Regions from separate parts of the Mus musculus genome. Here region 2 is linked to region 1. A link is a contact called in public promoter capture Hi-C data. All regions are on one chromosome and are shown on one strand. Each heading gives the region's core, a stretch centred on a gene start, on an enhancer-like site or on the middle of the called end of the contact. The rest is flanking DNA. Distances are from core to core; before and after follow the strand shown. Region 1 holds the start of Wdr20 (WD repeat domain 20). Region 2 holds the start of Brf1 (BRF1, RNA polymerase III transcription initiation factor 90 kDa subunit).

The links. Promoter capture Hi-C pulls out the DNA fragments that hold promoters and counts their contacts.
Region 2: a promoter capture Hi-C map of cranial neural crest shows a contact between it and region 1. The contact joins the promoter of Brf1 here to the promoter of Wdr20 in region 1. A contact is called at or near these places in 2 of 39 promoter capture datasets (cranial neural crest and liver).

Annotation. Positions count from the first base shown.
Region 1 is chr12:110,735,494-110,740,028 of GRCm38.p6, forward strand. Wdr20 (WD repeat domain 20) reads left to right here and starts at 2,507. Exons shown (of 3, transcript NM_027149.4): 1 at 2,507-2,784. The coding sequence starts at 2,536.
Region 2 is chr12:112,997,646-113,002,004 of GRCm38.p6, forward strand. Brf1 (BRF1, RNA polymerase III transcription initiation factor 90 kDa subunit) reads right to left here and starts at 2,976. Exons shown (of 18, transcript NM_028193.3): 1 at 2,528-2,976. The coding sequence starts at 2,711. It overlaps 9230104M06Rik (a long non-coding RNA gene), which reads left to right and starts at 3,079. Exons shown (of 3, transcript XR_001780729.2): 1 at 3,079-3,267; 2 at 3,712-3,781.

The DNA.
Region 1 (4,535 bases), core at 1,257-3,756:
TTCTCAGTCTGTAGGAATGACAGCATCCCAGGAGGATGCTACCATGTCTGGCAAAGCAAAATGTTCAGTTTGTACAGGAACAAACAAACTCTAATATAAATATTTTTTAAGAATATTTATGTATGTAGCCGGGCATGGTGGTACACACCTTTAATCCTAGCACTCAGGAGGCAGAAGCAGGCAGATTTCTGAGTTCGAGGCTAACCTGGGCTACACAGAGAAACCCTGTCTTGAAAAACCAACCAACCAAACAAAAGAATATTTATATATGATGTATGTATGTCTGTATGTATATGAGTACACTGTCGCTGTCTTCAGACACACCAGAAGAGGGCATCAGATCCCATTACAGATGGTTGTGAGCCACCATGTGGTTGCTGGGAATTGAATTCAGGACCTCTGGTAGAGCAGCCAGTGCTCTTAACTGCTGAGCCATCTCTCCAGCTCCCAGTGTAAATCTTAAGGCATAGTGGTCTTTTACTTTTTTAAGACAAAGTTTCAGTATGTGGCCCTTTGTGGGCTGTGTAGTACTCAGGACAGCCTTAATGTCTATCTGTCTCGCCCTCCTAAATGCTGAAATTAAAGCATATGTCATCATACTCAGTAGTATATTGGTCTCATGGGAAATTTAATATTATGGTTGAAGGTCAATATACTTTTTTTTCAGTTTTTGCTGGCTGAGGTGTCCCCTCCCAAAGTATATTTTCCCCCATTAACTAGAAATTCAAACTGAATTCTTTTTAGATAATTCAGGCTGTTATTTATCCTTCAAGATGACCATTATAAACATGTTTTTGGTACAAAATAGCATAGCTATGGGAGCTTGGGATTATCCACTGAACACCCCCTAGTATTTTTAAGAGTTGTGATCCATATTTGCATTTTATGGAAAAGACAAATTTGCATTCATAGGAAAAGACAAATAACAACAAAATGAAATTTAAAGTGCATTCTAGGGATGTATTAAGAAGACTTTTAAAGTCAGGTGATGGTGGCACATGCCTTTGATCCAGAACTCAAAAAAACACCAAAAGAAAAAAAAAAAAACCACCAAAAAAAAAAAAAAAAAAGGATTTTAAAGCTGGGTGTGTGGTTCATGCCATTAAGCCCAGCACTTGGTAGTTAAAGACAGATGGATTTCTGAGTTGGAGCCTAATCTCTGGTTGAGTTCCAGGACAGCCAGGGCTATTTAGTGAAATACAGTATCAAAAACAAAAACAACAAAAAAAGGATTTACTGTAGTGCTTTTTTTTTTTTCTTTTGCCAGTTCTACAGGATGTTAGTCAAATGCCTTATTACATCACTGGCACAGTTTCTACTGTGTCTGTACTTGCTTCCCACTACATAAAATGGCTATGATTTATACTTCTTTAGAACACTCCCCCTTGTGTACAATTAATTTTTGTGAGGTTGGAGTCTCGGTCTGTGGGCTCGGGTAGCAGCCTCCCAGCTCCGGGCTCAGGCATTCCTTCTGTCTGGAAGCACAGGTGCCCACAGTGTACTGGGCTCGCTCTACAGACAGGATTTCTCAGGGATAGGTCATTCTTCGTGTAACATTTTCTCCGCTCTAGAATTCTATTTTAACGTTTATCACTTTAGAAGCCTTTGTATTCCAGTGCACACACCCAGAAATCGAAGCATCAAATGGTGACTGTTAGGTCCTACTTTAATGTGTGCGCTTGCCTTCACCTAATACTTTGTACAGGATATTCAGCACAACTCGATGGTTCTCCTGGCAAACAACTTCAGGTTCCGTTTGAGGCTTTAAGAAAATCAATTAGCTTAACCTTTATTAAGAGGCACAGGAGACAGAAGTTCCGACAGAACCTACTTTCTCAAGAACAAGCCAATGCTCACCAGGAAGGTTTCAGGTGAGACTTGAAAACACAAGTCCTGTACATTCATGCGGTTCTTCCCACCCCGCCTACAAAACCCAACCCAACCCAACCAAACCAAACCAAACCAAACCCTGAGCTGTAATAAAGCCCAATCCATCGATATCTTCTGTGAGACGTAGAGGGGCTTGTCACCAGGCATCGGTACCCCGCACCCAAGCGGACCGTCGGAGTCCTCCCTAGCTTCCCAGGGAGGATCGCGGACAGCTGGGACATACACGTCCAAACACCGGACTTCACTGCTCGCCTCAGGCTCTGCCGGGACCACCAGCTGGCCAAGGCCAACGCGGTGGCGTCTCTTAGGGATCGGGTCCCTCAGCGAAGCTGCAGAGCGAGACAGGAGCCCCGCACCAACGCTCAGCGCGCTCGCTTCGACCCGCACCAGGAGGGCGGCACCCAGGGGAGGAGCTTGCGCACGCCCCTCCGGGTGGAGCGCGCCAGGTGAGCGCGCGTGCGCAGTTGGACCATTAAAAACTAGCCCGCCCCCTTCGCTTCGGCCCGCCTTCGTGGGGGCTGGCTCGCCAGTGGGCGGGGCCGCGGAGAAGGGGGTGGGGAGTGGAGAAAGCGAGCGGCCGAGGACGGCGCCTGCGCGGTGGGCGTGATCCGGGCACTTAGGGCAGGATGAACGCTGCTTTCCAAGATGGCGACGGAGGGAGGAGGGAAGGAGATGAACGAGATTAAGACCCAATTCACCACCCGGGAAGGTCTGTACAAGCTGCTGCAGCACTCGGAGTACAGCCGGCCCAACCGGGTGCCCTTCAACTCGCAGGGATCCAACCCTGTCCGCGTCTCCTTCGTAAACCTCAACGACCAGTCTGGCAACGGCGACCGCCTCTGCTTCAATGTGGGCCGGGAGCTCTACTTCTATATCTACAAGGGGGTCCGCAAGGTACCGACCCGGGCGTCACCGGGGGCGCGCCGGCGGCGCGGGCCGAGGCCGGGAGCTGGGCGGTGACAGCGAGGCCGGGGTGACCGGTGGGGGCGGCCGGCACTTGTACTTTTGAGTGGGCCGGTAACTCCGCTGAGGTGCTCCGGAGGAGAGGGGGCTTCGGGAGTGAGGCGCCGGCGGCAGCGCTGCCTCCTAGGGGAGGAGGGGGCTCTGGAGCCGGGTCGCGGAGATGCCCCGGGAGTAGCCGGTCGCCTCCTCCCCCGGCGGGGTCTGTCAGGTTCCGATCCCGCCCGGGAGCGGGCCTGCGAGTCCCCGGAAGAGGTGCGGCGGCCGTTTTAGGTGGCCTCGCTTCCCGGGAGGCTCGAGAGTCCTGCCCTGGGTGAGAGAACCGGGACGCGAGGCGGCTTGGAAAGGTCCGTAAGGCGGAACCGGGACAGGGAGGCGGAGGACTTGGAGACTAGGTCAGAAAGGACCTGCTCGGCACGCAGGGCTACTCCACCTGCTGCCGCACTGACACTTCTCCTGGTGTCAGCACTGTTTCCAAAAACCTTTCCGGGAGGTCGCCTGTCATTGTCTCCGCGGAGGGAACCGTCTCCCGAAAGGTTTTTGAAGAGGGTCATTCTGTCCCTTGCAGTGTAAGAGGGCTGAGTACTCAAGACTAGGGAGGTTGGAATTATGTTTTCAAATAGGCTAAGTTGCTTCAGAGGTGTTGTGTGTGAGCGTGCCTAGATTTATCTTGTCTAACGAGTCAGGCTATGTCCCAAACAGGGAGGGATAGGCCTTAAATGCTACTTTAAAGTAACCAGCCAAGAACTTAACAGTAATTCTGTGACGCATGCAATCGAGTTTTAAAATGTCTCGTTAAAAGCAGCAATTTATTGGCGCTTTTATTTTATTTTATTTTTTTATTTTTTGGTCACTGGCAAGAATTGCTTATTTTAACTTTTGACCATTGAGAGAGTAAGGAAATGTATGCACTCCATAGCACCTCCAACGGAATGTGACAAGGTGATGGAAGATTCACTTATAAATGTTCAGTTAGTGGGAAAGTACGTTGTCCATATTGAAGAGGACGTGTTCCCAGGGATGGCTATATCCAAAGTCAGCTGCTGTTTATGTTGCACTGTACGGTTAGGAGGACAAGGGAAGGAATGATGGTGTGCAAACGTAAGCTTGTTTCTTTGGTCCAAGGTGAATCTTCTGACTTGTCTTTATTCTTGTCAGTGAACTCCCGAAGCGTTTGGAAATAGCTGGTTGACTCTCCTCTCTCGGGGTTGGGAAAGTATCCAGTGGTTTGAAGAGTAGGAACTGAAGTTTTAGTGCAGTTCCCAACCCTGTTACTGACTCACTGCTGGCTGACCTTGGATACCTGGGAAACTTTCCTTTGCACTTCTTTAAAAAGGGAGGCTGCAGTGCACATGTTATAATTCGTAATAGCTGTGATGGCCATTAGAGTCCTGACACACTCAGGAGATGTAAATTAGAGTTAAAGCAAGCATTGAGAGGAACTGCCGTCTCAACATTCCTGCTCTGACTGAAATACCAGATTTTTCTCTGGAAATAAATGTAAGCTTATATTATCAACACCTACATTTGGGGGCTGGAGCAAAGGCTCAGCGGTGAAGAACCTGTACTGTTCTTGCAGAGGACTCCAGTTCAGTTCCTAAAACCCATGTTAGGCTGCTCACAGCTACCTGTAACCCCAGCTCCAGGGAATTGGATGTCCTTTTCTGGGTTCTGGAGACCCACTT
Region 2 (4,359 bases), core at 1,726-4,225, 2.3 Mb after region 1:
GGAAATGTACAAGGGAAAAGTCAACCCAAAGCCATTTTTTTGGAAATATTCACAAAACTGGTGAACCAGCCAGAAAGGCAAAAATACAATACCCCAATATCCAAAAGGAAATGGAGGGGCTTTGCTACAGTCCCTTGCAGACATAAAGAACATGGGCTAGGTAGGGAGAAAGCTCAGTTGCACACTACTTGCTTAACTCCATGAATTCCACAACTAGATGACCCATTCCAAGAACAAGCCAGAGACTATCTGAAATGTAACTACAGCTACTACTATGACAGAAGCTGAAAAAGAAACCTTAATATTGGAAAAAAAAAAAAAGTTAAAAAAGCCGGGCTGTGGTGGCGCACGCCTTTAGTCCCAGCACTCGGGAGGCAGAGGCAGGTGGATTTCTGAGTTCCAGGACAGCCAGAGCTACACAGAGAAACCTTAATATTTAAGTAAGAACAGATGCAAGAAGTGGTAGGCACACGCCTACAATCTCGGCTGTGTAGAGACTGAAGCTGGAGCATCATGAGTTCGAGGCCAGCTTAAGTTACATAGTGAAACTAGGAAAGAGAAAGAGCGCAGAGGGCATTGTTTGTATATAGTCCCTTCCAGAAAGTAAGGGGGGGTGGGGAGGCAGGGACACAGCTCACTTGTTTCAGGAGTACATTCATTACCTTGACATCTAAGGCTGATAGATGTTAAACTACAGGCCAATACCCCAGGACAATGCCTCAGGTGAGCTTGCTTTTGGAACTCACAGCAGATTCAACAATCTGCTGCACGGGCTGGGGAGACAGTCCTGTCGGTCAGTGGAGTAAATGCTTGCTGTGCAGATCCCCAGGATGCACATAAAAGCAGGTCAGGAGTGTTAGCCACTTATAACCCCAGCAGTTGGGAGGCTGAGAGTGGTAATCCCTTGGCCAACCTGGTTAGCTAGAGTAGCCGGAATCAGGAGCCCCAAGTTCAGCAAGAGACCCTGACTCAGTAAAGTGGAGAACTATCAAGGAGGGTTCCTGATGCCAACTTTGGGCCTCCTTACTCATGTGCCCACACATACATGTATGCCTGTGCACACACACACACACACACCACACACACAGCCTCAGCCGCACAGGGCATGGTGTGCATGCTTGTAATCCCAGTACTTAGGAAACTGAGGCAGGGGAGGCTGCTAAAAGTTCAAGGCCAACCAGTCTACACAGGAACATCTTGTCTCAAAAAAAAACCCAAAAAGTTGGGTCTGGTAGTACAGGTTCATAACTGCAACTACTTAAGAGGCTGAGTCAGGAGGACTGCAAGCTCAATGCTTGCCTGGGTTACTGATTAAGTTCAAAGCCAGCCTGGACAACTTGTCAAAACCCTAACTCAAAGTAAACCATAAAAAGCTAGGAACATAGAGAGCTCAGTGGCACTGCACTTGCTTAGTATGAGCAAGACCTGGGCTCCAGCTCCATACACACAATACATATAAATATGCAAATACAGTTACATACAGTCCAAGGGAAAGAGATTACAAATACACTAGTCCATAGAGGAAGGCAAAAGCTGGATGGCTCACAATTCTGATCGCAAAACATTAAATGTAAACAAAAGGTCAGGCTGAATGCACTACAGAACCCGGAGCAGACTCACACAGGGGGGCAGACAATGACCTCTGCGGAAGGAACAATGGTAACTCCATGTAAAAAAAAAAAAAGGAATCCTTTCAGCAAACTATGTGTGGAAAATGGTACCTCCGCAGACAAGAAAGGAGCCTCAGCCCGCACATCCCACTTTCCACAAGGCTTAACTCAAAAAATGTGGACTAGGCTTCCACTGACATAGGGATTTGGGAACTGTTTAGTGTGCCAGAGTCCCTGGGCTAGATCCCCAGTCTACAGAAAATAAAAACAAAACTGCGTAAAAGTGTAAACAATAACTTTTAGAAGACAAACGCGGTGACTCAAAGACATCTTAGATTCGTGACAAAGGAAACTCTCAAGAAAGAAAAGGCGACAAATTGGAATGCTTCAAAATGTAAAACCTTTGGTCAAAATAGTAACATTTGCCTCAAGAATCAGATATACAAAGAAAGACTTGGAAGTATAACTCACCTAGAGACTCGACATTCAACGGTTAGGAAACAAACCCTTATTTTAAAAAGATAAGGACTCAGGCGACTGGGCAGAGAATTGAGGCTGGGCACATCTTCTTCATAGCCCTTAGGGCAATGACACCTGTTAGAGTGGCCAACCGGATAAACGGAACCTGCGAGCCTGAAAGCCGTGCCTGTCAGATTTCGGGACCCAGCCCGACGACCTCCGTTGGACCGGACCGCGACGCTTGGACCGGGCAGATCGCGGAGTTTACATCGGCGTACGGGACTCGGAGGGGACCTGGCTGCAGATTCCCGGCCCGGCCCTGCCTCAGTTTCCCTGTCCGACTGCCCACGGTCTGTCACAGGACGACCTACTTCAGTTTCCCCGCCAGCCTCGACTCCTCCCTCGGACCTCGCACACGCAGCCCTGCCCGGCCCCCTCGCCCGAGCTGCAGAACTCACCGTCCAGCGACACGAACTGGCCGACCGCCGACGAGCCGCCGCCGCTGTTCTCCACGAACTGCACCTCGGACACGATGATGTTGTCCTCGAGCACCGAGCCGCAGCCCGTGCACACCGCATCGCCGCGCGCCGCATCCAACTCGATGTCCGTGCCGCCGCAGCCGCGGCAGACGCGGCCCGTCATGGTGGAGCCGCGGGGCCCCACCGGCCCCCCAGCCGCTCAGCAGTCCGCTCTCCGCCCGCGGCCCTCAGCCCGCAAGGCCCGTCGCGCCGCCTCCGTCTGCGCCGCACTCTCGCGAGGCCGCCGGCGCCACGCCTGCCGATTCGTCGCGGCAGATTCGCCCAGCGCGTGCGGGCCGCGCTGCCTGCAACGGCCGCGCCCGCGGGACCGATAAAGGAACTCAAGAATCGTTGGGACGCTGGGACCGAACCGCCGACCTTCCGGGCGGCCGGAAGCAAAGCTCCAAACCTGGAACCCGGAGGCCTCGCGGGCCAAAAGCCAACAACGGGGCGGGACTGGAGGGCGGGCGAGAAGGGCGGGGCGGGGCGGGGCGGGGCGAGGAGCGCAGCCCGGGACCCGACTCGGGCCGTGGGAGGAGCCTAGGAGGAAATGCGGGCTGAGGGAGGAGCCTGGGACAGGGGCGAGGCTTAAAGTGACGGGGCCCGGAGTAGGCCGGTGGGTGGAGCTGGGACGAGTATGGGAGGAGCCTGTAGATGGCGCCGAGGCCACGAAGCTTTCGGTATGCGGAGCCGAAGGAGAGCCGATTGTCTGAGAGAGGAAATCTGGAAACAAAGTAGTGGGATGGGTTTGTGGGCGGTAACTTGTGTGCGGCCAAGGCCCGGCCCGTGGAGCCTGCACTGATTGGCACAATAGGCTTTGGGAGCGTCCTGGGCTGGATGTAGTGGGAGTAACTTGGGGAGTCAGCAAGCCCTAGAGGGCAGGATCAAGGACTGCCGGCGGGGCAGCGTTTAAGAGGGACCTGGAATGTTCTCCCAGACTCTGCTGCAGACACCTCATCCCCCATCCCTCAGTCCCAGGGTGAACAGTCTCTGGGACCACAGTTGGTCACCTCAACGCTGAGTTCTCAGCAGGACTTCCTATTTCCTGGCAGTAACGGGTCTGGGTAGTAGGGTAGTGAGCTCTGGGTAAAGTAGAGCATACACAGAACCCTCTGCATCCGCAGGCGCTGCTCACAATCTCAGCCATACCTGTCAGTCCTTGGGAAGTTTAGCAAATCTTGTGCACTACTACAGGTAAGAAACTCCAAAATTAGACTGCAGGATGCCACAGGAGCTCAAACTAAGAGGGAAGCATTGTAAATATGCAGACTTCTGATCAGCTTGCAAAACCAGCGTTATCAACACAATTTAGAAGAAGAACAAGAACAACAACTTGGAAAAAGCCGATTGTGTTGGTGCACACCTTTAGTCCCAGCACTCCAGAGGTAGGGGCAGGTGAATCTCTGTGAATTAGAGGCCAGCCAGGACTCTGTTTTATACATAGAGTAACCCTGTCACAAACAAACAAACAGAACTTGGGAGGGATCTCCTCAAAACATAGCAAAGGAAGGGTTGGTGAGATTGCTCGTCAAGTAAATGCCAAGCAAATCTGTCTGCCTTGCTTGAGTTCAATCCCAAGAACTCTGGTAAAGGCGGACTGAGAGAATTTACTCCACAAAATTCTCTTTTGACCTCCACACATGTACCCTCTCACCATCATGTGCACAATACATATTAAAGTCAAATGGCAAATGAAGGAATTGAAGGATTTGGAGTGCTGCACAGTTCCTGTGCTCTCGAGTCACCCCAAGGGATCCCAAATCAACATGTCA